Linked DNA regions of Pan troglodytes: region 2 is linked to region 1. The links are chromatin contacts, called in public Hi-C maps. All regions are on one chromosome and are shown on one strand. The core of a region is the stretch at or near the end of the contact, and the rest is flanking DNA. Distances in the headings are between cores, read along the strand shown.

Evidence for each region. A called contact is a pair of places that touch in the nucleus more often than the background predicts.
Region 2: a Hi-C map of induced pluripotent stem cells shows a contact between it and region 1, with 2.8 times the contacts expected there. The contact joins two enhancer-like sites. A contact is called at or near these places in 3 of 7 Hi-C or Micro-C datasets (induced pluripotent stem cells and stem cell-derived neural progenitor cells) and 1 of 1 other capture datasets (stem cell-derived neural stem cells).

What each region holds. Positions count from the first base shown.
Region 1 is chr6:27,083,832-27,090,799 of NHGRI_mPanTro3-v2.0_pri, reverse strand. No RefSeq gene overlaps it. Among named protein-coding and RNA genes, the nearest start is that of SP4, 160 kb to the left of the region's middle. Within about 2 kb of position 4,364, at least 3 of the 24 cell types and tissues checked have an H3K27ac peak or open chromatin away from gene starts, as enhancers often do. A contact at or near this core is called in induced pluripotent stem cells, where this site is marked.
Region 2 is chr6:27,598,791-27,605,367 of NHGRI_mPanTro3-v2.0_pri, reverse strand. It overlaps DNAH11 (dynein axonemal heavy chain 11), which reads right to left. Exons shown (of 82, transcript XM_063815260.1): 56 at 2,668-2,901. Among named protein-coding and RNA genes, the nearest start is that of CDCA7L, 170 kb to the left of the region's middle. Within about 2 kb of position 4,422, at least 8 of the 24 cell types and tissues checked have an H3K27ac peak or open chromatin away from gene starts, as enhancers often do. A contact at or near this core is called in induced pluripotent stem cells, where this site is marked.

The DNA.
Region 1 (6,968 bases), core at 3,115-5,614:
TGTAGGATGATCAACCACACTGGTTTTCCTGAGACTGTCCCAGTTTTAGCACACAAAAAATGCCATGACCCAGGATGTCTCACTATTTGTAGGCAAGGCACTCAAGTTTTTCTGTGCAGACCCAGTACTGGTAGTTCTAGCTCCTCAGTTAACTGCTTTTTAGTTTATAGCAGTTCACTTTAGGTATTGAGGCCTGTAAATTAGATAAACTACACTACTAACGTGTTCTCTCCCTGAGAATAGGAGATTGCACCAATGGCCACAAATCATTCCCCGCTGTCTATCCACACCCTTTTGAAATGTGATTTGCAGCAGTTTCTATCAATAAATAGACTCTACTTCCCATACTAATTCTGGGCTTTGCCAGAGAATTTGCTTTGGCCAATGGGACAATAGCAAAGGTAACTCAAGAAGAGGCTTTTGGGCATCTTTCTGCTATTATGTGAATTATGGGCAGCCATGCCAACCCACAGAATCATGACAAATAATAACTGTTTGAAGTTTTTGTTTGTTTGAGACAGAGTCTCACTCTGTCACCCAGGCTGAAGTGCAGTGATATAATCATGGCTCACTGCAGCCTTGGAGTCCTGGGCTCAAGTGATCCTCCTGCCTCGGCCTCCCAAAGCACTAGGATTGCAGGCATGAGCCACTGCACCTGGCCCTGTTTGTAGTTTTAGGACACTAAGTTTTGAGATGACTTGTTATAAAATGAAAAGTAACTGATTTATTCATTGAAGTCTTTGACAACTACTCAGGTGCCAAAGGAACTGGATTTTTCTGTCTGGGTCTGAATTTCTTAATTCATAGAATGGTATGATTTGTATATTATAGAATGATATATAAATAAAATCCATATAAAGCTGAAGCACCCTCTAATGCAATTTAAATAAGGAGTCACATTCAAAGATATAATGGTAAAGCAAACAAATAAGCAAACAAATAAATAGATAGATAAAATTAAAAGCAACTAAAATATTTTATGAAATTTATGGAGAAAATGTCAAAGGGGAATTACATTAATGTGCACTATAAAACTTTTTCAAATCCTCTAGCCTGTTTCTGTCTCTTAATATCTCCCATATATGCCACCTGCCCTGACATCTCTCTTCTTTATTCTAAGATCTCCATAATTTTTTTCACCCTATGCCCATGCCCATAACTGTTTGAATTTATTTATTTCCCCGCTTCTTTCTAGAGTAACTCCCTGCCTTTTCTAATATAAATTATCAAGCAGGCAAGTACACCCCTATACTTTTCAACTTGCCCATTTCCCTGAAACGAGTATCAGTTGGCATCAGAAACACAGTTGGAAAGATAGAATAATACTTGTAGAAGTGTGTGTGGGGAAGTGAGGGGAGGAACCATGAGCTATGAGAAGTCTGTGAATAGTCACATAAATATATAAAGACACCAGTAAAAATATGCTTCAGTTTAAACAAAGTGGCTGAGATGGTTATGGCAAATTGGTTTTAAAACTTTCCGGAAAAAATAGTAACATAGAACTAAGGCCAGGTGTGGTGGCTCATACTTGTAATCCCAGCACTTTGGGAGGCTGAGGCAGGCAGATCAATTGAGGCCAGGAGTTTGAGACCAGCTTGGGAAACACATGGTGAAACTCCATCTCTACAAAATACAGAAGTTAGCCAGGCATGGTGGTACATGCCTGTAGTCCCAGCTGTTTGGGAGGCTGAGGAGGGAGGATAGCTTGTACCCAGGAAGTTGAGGCTGCAGTTTGTGGAGTTTGTGCCTCTGTACTCCAGATTGGGTGACAGAGTGAGACCCTGTCTCAGAAAACAAAAAACAAAAAACAAAAACAACTAAAATTCCAGATGATCTCAGCTAAATATAGGAATTACTGGTAATTGTAGAATGGGGTGGGAGAGTAGGTTATGACATAAGTCTTGATATCGATAGAGAAACACATTTACATTGTTTTGTTTAAAATCTAAGGAAAAATACTAGAGTAGCAGATTAATAAATATAACTTCTTAGCTAACAGAATGGGAAAAATCTAAGATAATTCAATTAATCCAGTTAGAGACAGAAAATACTTCAACTGGAATAACTTTAAGCTCATCAATCAATTTTTTTTTTTTTTTTGAGACGGAGTCTCACTCTGTCACCCAGACTGGAGTGCATTGGCATGATCTCCTCTCACTGCAACCTCTGCCTCCCGGGTTCAAGCAATTATCCTGCCTCAGCCTCCTGAGTAGCTGGGACTACAGGGGTGTGCCACCACACCCGGCTAATTTTTATATTTTTAGTAGAGATGGGGTTTCACCATGTTGGCCAGGCTGGTCTTGAACTCTAGACCTCAGGTGATCCACCCGCCTCGGCCTCCCAAGGTGCTGGGATTACAGGCGTGAGCCACCATGCCCAGCTAGTCATCAATCAATTTGGGATGAATTATCTTCATATTATTTGGGCTTTTATGGAGACAAATATTTTTAAATCTTCAGAGAAATATTTGTAATTTATTTCTTATGATTTATGCACATTTTCTTTAGCATTTATTCCAGGTGTGTTTTTACACATTGCTATGATTATAAGCATAAGTAATCTTAGCTTTTCTATTTTTAACATTTTTATATTTATTTAAAATAGTGGTTGACTGTGCAGATTCATCTATCACTTTTAGTGAAATTCGTAATGATTATGAGAGATTTTTATGGGCTTTCTAAGTATATAATTTTGTTGATGAAAAATAATGATAATTCCCCTCCTTCCAATGTTTATTCCTCTTATTTCTAATCTTATTTTGAGAACTAGCCAGAATATTCTGAAAACTGTTATTTAATATTTATGATGGGACAATCTTTTCTTTATCTTTTTGAATTTTAATGGAAATGCCTTTGGTGTTTCACCATCAGACATGATGTTGGCTCTTGGCTAAAGAGAGATATACTTATTAAGAAATTAGTCCTTTTTGGCCAAAATTTTAAAGAATTTTAAAATATTAGTCAACATTGAGTGTAGAATTTTAAGCTACTCTTTAAAGCAACCAAAATAGGTTTGAAATATATTTTAATATAACTTGAATGTGTCCAATTAAATTAAAACCCTTTTATAAGTAGTACACAGTTTAATTTTCTATAACACGTAGAAAATTTATAATAAACTGCAATGTGCAGGTACTACAGGAAGTTTTCACTCCTACTCTTTTATTTAAGCTTAAGTAATAACTCAAATTCATGCTTTTTAATATTATGCTTATTCGATTAGTTTTCAATTTCTGTCACAATTTTTTTCCCTGTATGTTACAATACATCACAGTTGATTAATGCAGAAAGCTCTGACAGATATTTTAGTGGGTTGATTTGTACCTCTTAATGTTTGAAATTTATATATTTGGTTGACAGCCTGGCTAAGGCAATAAAATACTGAGAAGTAAAAATACAAGCTCATTCTTAGTTAACATATGTTTTCTGTATCAGCATCATAAAATTCCACATTTGCAAATTTTGTTCATATGCTGAAGTTTTATAGAAAGTAACAAATTGTTGTCATATGGATTTCTCTGAGTTAAAAAGTGACACTGTAAAGACCTAGTTTTCTGCACAGCAGTATACAAATTTGGCTAAACAGTTTTCTTACAATTATGTAAAAATAACAAACTAGGCTTAGAGGGAAACAGACTGAAAGGAAATGTACCAAAATGTGTTTCCTTTCCCTCATGTCTCAGCCTAGGGGTACTATCCTCCCGGCAGTCTCTGTTGACGCTCTAACTGGATTGGGCGCCCCTCCTATGTGCTTCTGGCCCCTTCTTCCTCTGTCACACTGTGCTAGTGGTGCATGGCAGGTCATCTCCCCCAGGTACTGTCAGTTCTAGGAGTGAAGGGACTGCTTTGTGCATGTCCTCATCATCTGTCTATTGCTCAGATAATATCTGCATGGGGAATAGATTCATGAATGAATGAATGTGTGGATGTTTGGGTGTTACACTATGGACATTCACAAAACATTAATAGCTCAAAATTTGTGTTTCTATTTTCCAAATTCCCTTTAACATACACATTTTACAATGTTTGGTTTTCATGTGAACGAGAACGTCAAAGGCAAGCATCAGAATAGCAGAATATGTTGAAAAGAGACTTGTTTTTTTCTTTCTGAGATGCCATTTTTATCCCAGTACCACCAGCCATGAGGGTGGTATATTGAGTATTTCCTGCTTTCTGCTCTGGTGGGACCACACTGCCTGGCCCTCTTGTGGTGGGGTAGGATAAGGCCATGTTACTTGTTCTTACAAGAGAGATGCAGGAGGTAATAATAGCACATGTCACTTCCAGGTCAAAGTATTGCTGGTGTGAGCCCCTCCAGAGTTTACTTCCCCTTAGCCACAGTGACCAGAATATTCCAGATATTGCTGTCAGCCAGGTCTCAGCGTGAGAACCACATGAATGAGAGTTCCCTGTCAAATGGAGATGGATGTGTTCTGTGAGCGAGCAGTTAACCTTTGTAATGTAAAGTCACTGAGATCTGGGGAGTGCCTGTTACTGAATGATAAGTTAGCTTTTCCCAGTTGGTACTGTGTGGCAAATTTTCTTCCTTATGCCTTATTCAGAGATAGTCGCTGAGTTCTACAAACTAGTAAACTAAGCACAGAAAAATTAACTCTCTCTCTAAAGATGGAATACAATAGAAATGCTGAAAGATTAAAAAAGGAAGTACTTCTGCTTTGCAACCCCAGTACCAAGTTGGAATGCCTTGTAGGCTTATGTCCTGAGGCTTTCATTTTTCTTTCCCTCCGAGCCAGTTAGACCAACGATCTTACCTAATTGGTTAGTAATTACATGCAGTTCTTGACTGTGACATTTGGGGTCTTTTGAACATTTTCTATTTAAGTCCAGTGGTTGCAATATCGGAAAAAACAAAAAACAAAAACAGAATGTGGCCAATCATATTACCTCAGGGTTTGTTTTTTTTTTTTAGCCCTAAATGTCAGTAGCTAGATTGATACATATCACTTTCTGAAGTACAGGCTGTAAATCTAGGAGTTATAAATGTCAGTTTTGATGTGTGTTTTAGTGGCTTCAAACATCCCCAGTGGAGGAAACAAGCAGGCTGTTACTATGGAAGTTCCTTGTATTACACAGGGACCTACCAGGACTGGCAGTAATTGGTAACACTTGGAAAATCTATGGGGAAAGCAGTTCCCAGATCACTGAAAAAATCCTGGGCTTAAAATCAGAAGATCTGGGTCTGAGGATCAGCTATTTCATTCTGTGTGTTACGCTACTGTATGAGCAACTTTGAGAGCTTGGGGAAATCTCTTTACCTACACCTCAGCTGCCTCATCTGTTAAATAGCAGGCAAAAGGCGTTCTCATGAAAAGTGCATGAGATGATGTGAAAACTCAGAACTACCTAGGCTCAAAGGAATTAACTTCACTCCTAAGGTTGGGTCCATGGATCATGTACCTGATCAGGAATGATAGCAGATGTAGATGCTACAGATAGACCTCTTGGCTAAATCATGACTAAAAAATCCCAAAGGGTGAATATCAAACAGGGGCCATTTTTCATTTTTGGTGTTGGTTCAGGGATCTCTCTCAAAAATAAATGGCGGCCAGACATAATGGCTGACGCCTGTAATCTCAGCATTTTGGGAGGCCAAGGTGGGAGGATTGCTTGAGCCTAGGAGTTTGAGACCAGCTTGGGCAACACAGAGAAACCTCATCTCTATTTCAAAAAAAAAAAAAAAAATTAGGTAGGCGTGGTGGCATACACCTGTAGTCTCAGCTATCTGGGAGGCTGAGGTAGGAGCATCACCTGAGCCCAGGGAGGTTGAGGCTGCAGTGAGCCATGATCTTGCCACTGCACTCCAGCCTGGGGGACAGAGTAAGACCTTGTATCAAAATAAAATAAAATAAAAGGAAAGGAAACTGTCCATCACATAAGTGGCTTACACATCGGTATATGTGGCCATGCCTCAGCCCATGTGCTCTAGTGATTTCTGCCACTCTGGGCAATAAGGGCAAATTTGCATCCATGCCTTTGGTCTTTGAGGGGGAATGGCTCACAGTCTTCCTGGTTTGGGAACCTGCAGATAATAAGGAGGCCTGCCCACCACAGAAGCATTTGCACAGTGTGAATGCCTGGAAGCATGGTGCTAATGTTTTAGCCAATTCCTCTGGCTCTTCCTGACCATTCCATGCTTGGAATCTCATCAGTCAGCTCTCATCTCAAATTCTGACATTCACTAAGTTGGGCCAACTAAGAGGGGTGCTTAAATTTGAAGCAGAAATCATTTTGAGGAATAAATTTGGAATTAGCATCTTGGTACAGGCTCCAATTAAACAGTCCCTGAGCACAAGTGATGGAGCATGAGTCTAGAGTATGTTTTTCAAATCTTCATAATTTAGTATTTATAGGTATTCCTAGAGATTTTGTAGGAAAAAGAAGACTGACCAGAAAGGGGTTATAGTTTGCTTTGCCCTCTGTTAGACTTCCTTCTCTCAGGGCTTTATTTTATTGGGTTGCAAAAAATCTGTCCCAATAAATATTTGTTTGATCTTTTAAATTTGCTTTCCAAAAATTTCCATTCAAATATAACCAAGAAAAAGATTCATTTAGGGTTTTCTTCATATGTGTGTATCAAGATAAAGATAATATAACCTGGAATCCTCAAAGTTCTTAGACACAGAAGTCTAGCACTAAAATTTGAGTTTGTCTTTTTTTTTTTTTTTTTTTTTTTTTGAGACTGATTGTCGCTCTGTTGCCCAGGCTGGAGTGCAGTGGCACAATCTCAGCTCACTGCAGCCTCTGCTTCCCTGGTTCAAGCGATTCTTCTGCCTCAGCCTCCCAAGTAGCTAGGATTATAGGCCCCCACCACCACACCCAGCTAATTGTTGTATTTTTGGTAGAGACAGGGTTTCACCATGTTGGCTAGGCTGGTCTTAAACTCCTGACCTCAAGTGATCCACCCACCTTGGCCTCCCAAAGGAGTTTGTCTTTTATAGCAATGTAGGA
Region 2 (6,577 bases), core at 3,173-5,672, 510 kb before region 1:
CTCTATGAAGAAAGGTCACTAGGACTATCTGTGATGACCTAAGCTGACATCTAGAGAGAGGTTATTTGGCTATAAAAGGGGCTTACAGCTTTACTGTAAAGAATGAACATTGCTAATGTTTTCAAATGACACGGCATTCCTTAAGGCAGATCCTTAGAGGATACATGCCCCAATATACAGGCATTACGCTCTCCATACAACCTGATCTTACGCAATATGGCTCTCCAACTCTCCACATAGGAAACCATCCCCCTTTTTATAACCCACTTATTTCTAAAACTGCCATGTAGCTATTGAATATTCCAACCACTTTTTTGATAGTAAGAGCATTCCATGCACAAATACCTAATGAAAAGAAATCACCGTCAGTCTTTCCATCAGACTTCATGTGTCAATCAAGATGTCTTGTGTCTTTACAGACTTTCTGCCTGTGGTTCTTAACTAAGGGGGAGTAAAGAGACCCAAGCAGCCCTGGACTTGGCAGACATAGTGAATTGGCCCTCCCGTCTCTCTCCTTGCCCATCCCCCTGACTCATCAATGTGCAACTAAGGTGACTATTAAGAAATCACAGTCTCTCTCCTCTTCTTTTTTCCTGTGGCTGAGATGCTGCCACCACTGGAATGGTCCAGGATGGTACCCCACTTGCTTTTAGCTCACAACCTTTAAGTATGGCAGAAGCACTTATCTCTTTGCTAAGGATGCCCCCACAGTATTGAAAGCTCAGTTTGGGTGACAACACTATCATTTCCTGATAGTGGGCAAAGTCAACAGGTTCAGTTTGGGATGGCATTCAAAGGGATATAAATGTTTTGTGAAACAGAGCTCCTTCCTCGTCTTATCTAGCCCAACAGGACTCCAGGGAAAATCTTTCTTATGGAAAGGGGTCTTGATTTAAATGAGACAGAAGAGGATAGACAGATAGAAGAAAACTGACATGGAGAGGGGCAAAAGTTAAGAAAGTAAAATAAGGTGTGAATAAAAAGAGACAGGAAAGACAGACTTCTTTCTTTTTTTGAGGCAGGGTCTCACTCTGTTGCTGAGGTTGGAGTTCAGTGACCCACTCAACACACTGTAACCTCAAACTCTTGGGCTCAAGGGATCCTCCTGCCTCAGCCTTTCAAGTGGCTGGGTCTACAGGTGTGCGCCACCATGCTCGGCTCATTAAAAAATTCTTTTGTAGAGACTGGGTCTCATTTTGTTGTCCAGGCTGGTCTCAAACTCCTGGACTCAAGCAATCCTCCCCCTTCAGCCTCCCAAAGTGCTGGGATTAAAGGTGTGAGCCACTGTGCCTGGCCTAGACAGACGTTCTTAGAGAGGAAAGGAGAAGGTGCACAAATATGGATATGCTATTTGTGGGTTTCCTAGAAACTATTCTTAATATCGCTTGATCCCAACCGTCCTGGAAACCTACTCACCCTGCTTTCTCTTTCCTAATTGTGGTCCATCTACTCACTATTAGTACAGATCACAGTGTTTTGCCACAGAGTGATTCTTGGTATAGAAAACTAAGAGAAAAAGAGGCAAGTGGTGCTTTGGCCCAGAGTGACTGAAGGACATGGCCAGAGAGCCCTTCAGAGTGAAAAGGTGCCCATTTGAAAAGGTGCTCCCTCCTTCAGGTCTCAGTTTATTTCTAGCCTAGCCACAGGAGGGTTACCCAGGCCACTCGGGGAAACCACTGCCCCAATCCTTGTAAAGCATATGAGAGTCTGACCTGATGACATGACTCTGAGAAGGCCACCAGTATTTCTAGTCTTGAGGTGATCACTAGTGAGAATTCTTCTCACTCCAGCTCTAAGTCCTGACTGGCTCAGAATAAGGCTGGGCTACTCTTCAAAGTCTTCAGAGTCTCTCATTCCAATCTCTTCTTTCCAGCCACAGAGAGGCAGCACAGTGCCATGGACAACTCACGGGCATCAGAGCAACACAGACCTGGGTCTAAAACCCACCCTCACTGGCTCTCTGGCCTTAAACTCTTTACGCCTCATATATAAAACTACAGTAGTAACAACTACTTCATGAAATCCTTTGTTTTTTAACAACAAAATAATGATAATATGTGTACAGACCCACACATGATTAACATCCTGTGCTGATTCTCTCCTGATTTACTCCTGCAAGTTAGAGGCATCGCCCTTCGAGGGAGCAGGGGCCTTAGGACTGAGGACACAGATGACACTGGACACTTTTATCTAAGAGAGCTGGTGGCTAAGAGGAGCAGACAAGTCACTAAGGGAGGAACAGCTCTACCTTGGGATCTCGCCACAGTCATTAGCCAGAAAATGATGCCCTCACTGGAGGTTGAGAATCTGAGACCAAAAAAGATACTGGTCCATCCTAGGATGATAAGAACCTTGACGACAAGTACCGTGCACTGAAGAAGTCAGAGACAAGAGAGGCAATCCGCTGTGTCTGCTCCCTTCAATATCCCACACTACCTTGCACTGAGTCAGGCCAGGAAGAGAACGTTTCACCCTAATCCAGCTGTGAGTCGGCCAATCCCATTGTAGGCTTTTGAAAGCAGTAGCAGTGTATTCTTGGTGCCATGAAACTGTAAATTTCACCAGCTGGCATCTTATAGAAATGGATTTAGTAGTGCTTCAAAAGGAAATATATTTTTCTGTTAAACAGCATAAATATTACTCAGTAATAACACATCCTGGTCATACCTGAGAGGCTGTGGTTTTTAGCTTTTGGATGCCGTTCACCAGGTGTTCTTTTTTCTCGGATACCTCATTTTGCTTCTTCTTCAACAGGTTCTTAAACAGTGATATTTGTTCTAGAAAACTCTTTGGGGTCGTATAGTTGTGTCTTCTCTCATTCTGGTAATATCTGGTACTCATTTCATTTACAGTGGTGTGAACATGTGCCATGAAAAGGCTAATAGAGTCTTTGTGCACTGGCTGAAAACACAAACATTACAGTTCATGTGAAATCCTCTCAAGTTAAAAATACAACTTAAAAAAAAATCAAGTAAATGATCTTTTTTTTTCTAAAAGTCAGAAAAAAAAATGATAGTATAACCTACGAAAACTTATTTAATCTTCAAGCGCTATCCACAGGATTTGGGAGATTACAATAAAGCATTCAGCTTGAGTAACCTTCTTCTTGCCAAGTAGGACAAAGGGTTTTTATGTGCTCCACATACCAAATACAAAAGCCAGCATATACAGATCTTCACAACTTGATTTTTATCTACCGAGTGTGTGAAAGAGAAGGTGGAGAAACAGACACTATATCCTGAGAAATATTTCTGCCATTGCTTTCAAACTAAGCTTTAGACAAAGAGAAGCAATAACCCTGCAAAGTCACTGAAAAAAAAAAAAAGCCAAAACTTAGAAACTCACAGTTTTATGAGAACTCATGTAAAAACAAACTGGATAGTAGGGTATAAATGTCACTGCTTCTGGGAGAAAAATATCATGATCATTTCTATTCATATTTGGGAAAGAAAACCCACAAAAAGAGCAACTCTCCTTCCATGAGTTACTGGAAGACCCCCCACTATACATTCTTTCCATTTTGTCCTCTATGACTTCTGAAGTAGTTAACTTTTTAATTTGCAGAGTCACATCTCCCTCATTTTAATGATTATTTATTGCATTCTGTACAAGATGAACCAGGTTCAATTAATCAAGAGAAGCCTAAAAATCAATTAATATGAATTAAATGAGCTACACCAACTCTTAGGAAAGTCACACATAATTTACCAAAGGGTTGTCAATAATGCTCAGACATCTTTGGGAAAATTGCACACAAGTGGCTGGTGATGCAGTCAAACGTTTCAAACCTGCACCATTAATATTACAAGCAGAGGTGTGAAGAGAGACCGGCCAATTCTTGTTGGTGAAAAACAACTGCTCCTGAACAATGTCTTTAAACAATCAACTTTCCAACATCAAGACAAATTCCCGAGTGGGTTTAGAATACCTACATATTGCATTGTGCTGCGTATTAAAAATCCATCTCACTAGTAACTGAAATAATGTATTACTAAAACAAAAGTTAAAAATAACGTGATATAAATTCCAAATATTCTTGGTTTCTAGTGGACCCCAGATACAAATATATTTCCAAACAGTGGACTCAGAAAAATAAAATTTATGAAGAAGTTTATATAAACTTCATATAAATCATAATCCTTTGGAGACTTGATTTTTACAAGAGCTTGACTTCAATACAGACACGTGCAGGAATTTACTCCTGTCCTGTCTTGTTTTAATGGGAACTAAAGGTACACACATACCTTTCTACAATATAGATAAATAATTCCTCAGCCAAGTGTAACCTCCTTACAGGAAGGAAAAAAAAAAAAGAAAGAAAGAAGAAAAAAAAAAAAACACTCTGGCCTCTGCCCAACCATGATCCTTATGAGGAGGCTCCTTGGAGGCGCTGAAAGCTCTCTTTAACAACAGTTTCATTTGTAAATCGGGGATGGAAGAAGTGGTTTCCGGTAGAGCTGAAAGTGGCCCGAGACAACTTGTCTCAATGGGGCAAAATAACTATTGTTATCAGGCTTAACAAAATGGCACAGCATGGGAGACTCGCTGAGCCAGGGAGCAGCTGGTTGTAATTCACACTGTTTTTCAGAAAACTCTAATCGTTCCAGAACAGACCTCTTTGATGACTGGTCTTCCCTGCATTCTCAATTTGTCACTTTCTCTTATGATAAGGTCAGTAGTGACAGCACTTCCTGACATTAACAGCTGTGGCTTTTAAAAGGGTCATTGTAGAACTACTAATTGCAGTAATTTCATTAGCATAAATTATTTATTCTGCCATTCATTTATCTCCAGTTATTTTATTTTATTTTTTTTGTGTGGGGGGCGTTGGGGGAGAATTGAGAGGAGTTGCTGCTGGTGCTGCCGCAGCGAGGGCTACGCAATGCTGTATTTTTCACTTTGAGAGACGTGAGGGGAGAATATCATTCCTGCTAGATTTGGCCTCTTAATAAAAACCAGTTGAAAACCATTTATAGTCATTTAGCAGCTAATCATGATGATGGCAAAAATAAAAATAAGCAGAGTGCCAGTATCGAATGGTTATAAACTCAAGGTTTCCCCACTAAGATGCTCTGGAAAACGATGCTGTCTCCAACGCATAATCAAATGCAAAGATGAAACTGCTTTCCCTCACATTAAGAAAACGTGTTTAATTTCTACTCTCTCAGTTGGCTCACTGTAAACACAAAAACATAAACAGATCTCTGCTATTTGGTGTGACAGTTCTCGGGAAGGAGTAGTCTCTGCCACACCAAGTACTCCAGCCACCTGGCACTTCAAGCAAGTGCCCAGTATATTCCTCTTGAAAATGACAAACAGCAGAGTTGAATATAAACCAATACCCAGAGGTCAGCACTAAATCAATTTAGGATTTTATACCTTCCCAAGACCAGCAAAGATGACTACATTGGTCTGTAATACTAAATTTGGGCATTCAAGAGCACTGTATTCAAGGGGGGGAGGGAGGAAGGGCAAAACAGAAAGGGGCAGGTGAAAGAATCTATTTTCTCTCTTTTTGAAGTGTAACTTAGGACAATTTTGTCACATTAAATGCCATATACCTACAGTAAGTCTTGAACATTTTTCTCAGAAATTATTTCTGTGTTAAATTTTAAATATGTCAAACTGATGTGCTACACAATCTATTTGATCTTTTTGCTCCTTTTAGGGCTGGTAGAAGAATATATTAATAAGATATTTGTGGTTGCATGGTGGCTTATTAAAGAAAGAAAACTTACAATGCATAAAATGGGCAGTGTTGCATTTTAACACTTGTCCTAAGCTCTTCACAGTGCTGTTTTGCTCTGAGAAGAAGATTCCGGAGGGAGCCAGGGACAAAGGGTTTGAATCCTAGGACCTGGGCTAGACTTCCAGTTCTGAAAAATCTGGTAAGATACTGCATACCCTCCTGTACTTCTTCCTGCCCACAAAATTGCTCCTTTAAAAATTCTGTTTCCTTTCTTCTTTTACTTCTTTCCCAATAGTCAAACATTCATGCAATAGTCAAAAGAAGGATTTAAGACTATGGGCTCTGGTGTCAAACTGCAGATGTACCCCTTACCAGTGGCATTATTTACTCTTGGGCCTCCATCCCAGGGGAAACTACTGGTCCCTCCTCATGGGGCTGGTGATGAGAGGTGGTAGGCAATGCAAATTCACAGCAGGAACTGGTTGAGCATCCCTAATCTGAAAATTGAAAATCTGAAATGCTCCAAAAGCCAAAACTCTTTGAGTGTGAATTTAACACCACAGGTGGAAAATTCCACATATGACCTCATGTAATGGGTCACAGTCAAAACTTAGTTTCACGCACAAAATTCTTCAAAATCTTATATAAAATTACCTTTGCACTATGTGCATAAGGAGTATATAAAACAAAAATGAATTTTGTGTTTAGATTTGGGTCCCATCCCCATGATATCTCATTATGTAAATGCAAATATTCCAAAATCAAAAAAGAATCTGAAACCCAAAATATTTCTGGTATCAAGTATTTTGGGTAAGGGATACTCAACCTGTATCAGTTCTGCTACTATGGTAGCAGTAGCACCAACAGCAGTTGCAGTAAGATTACTAC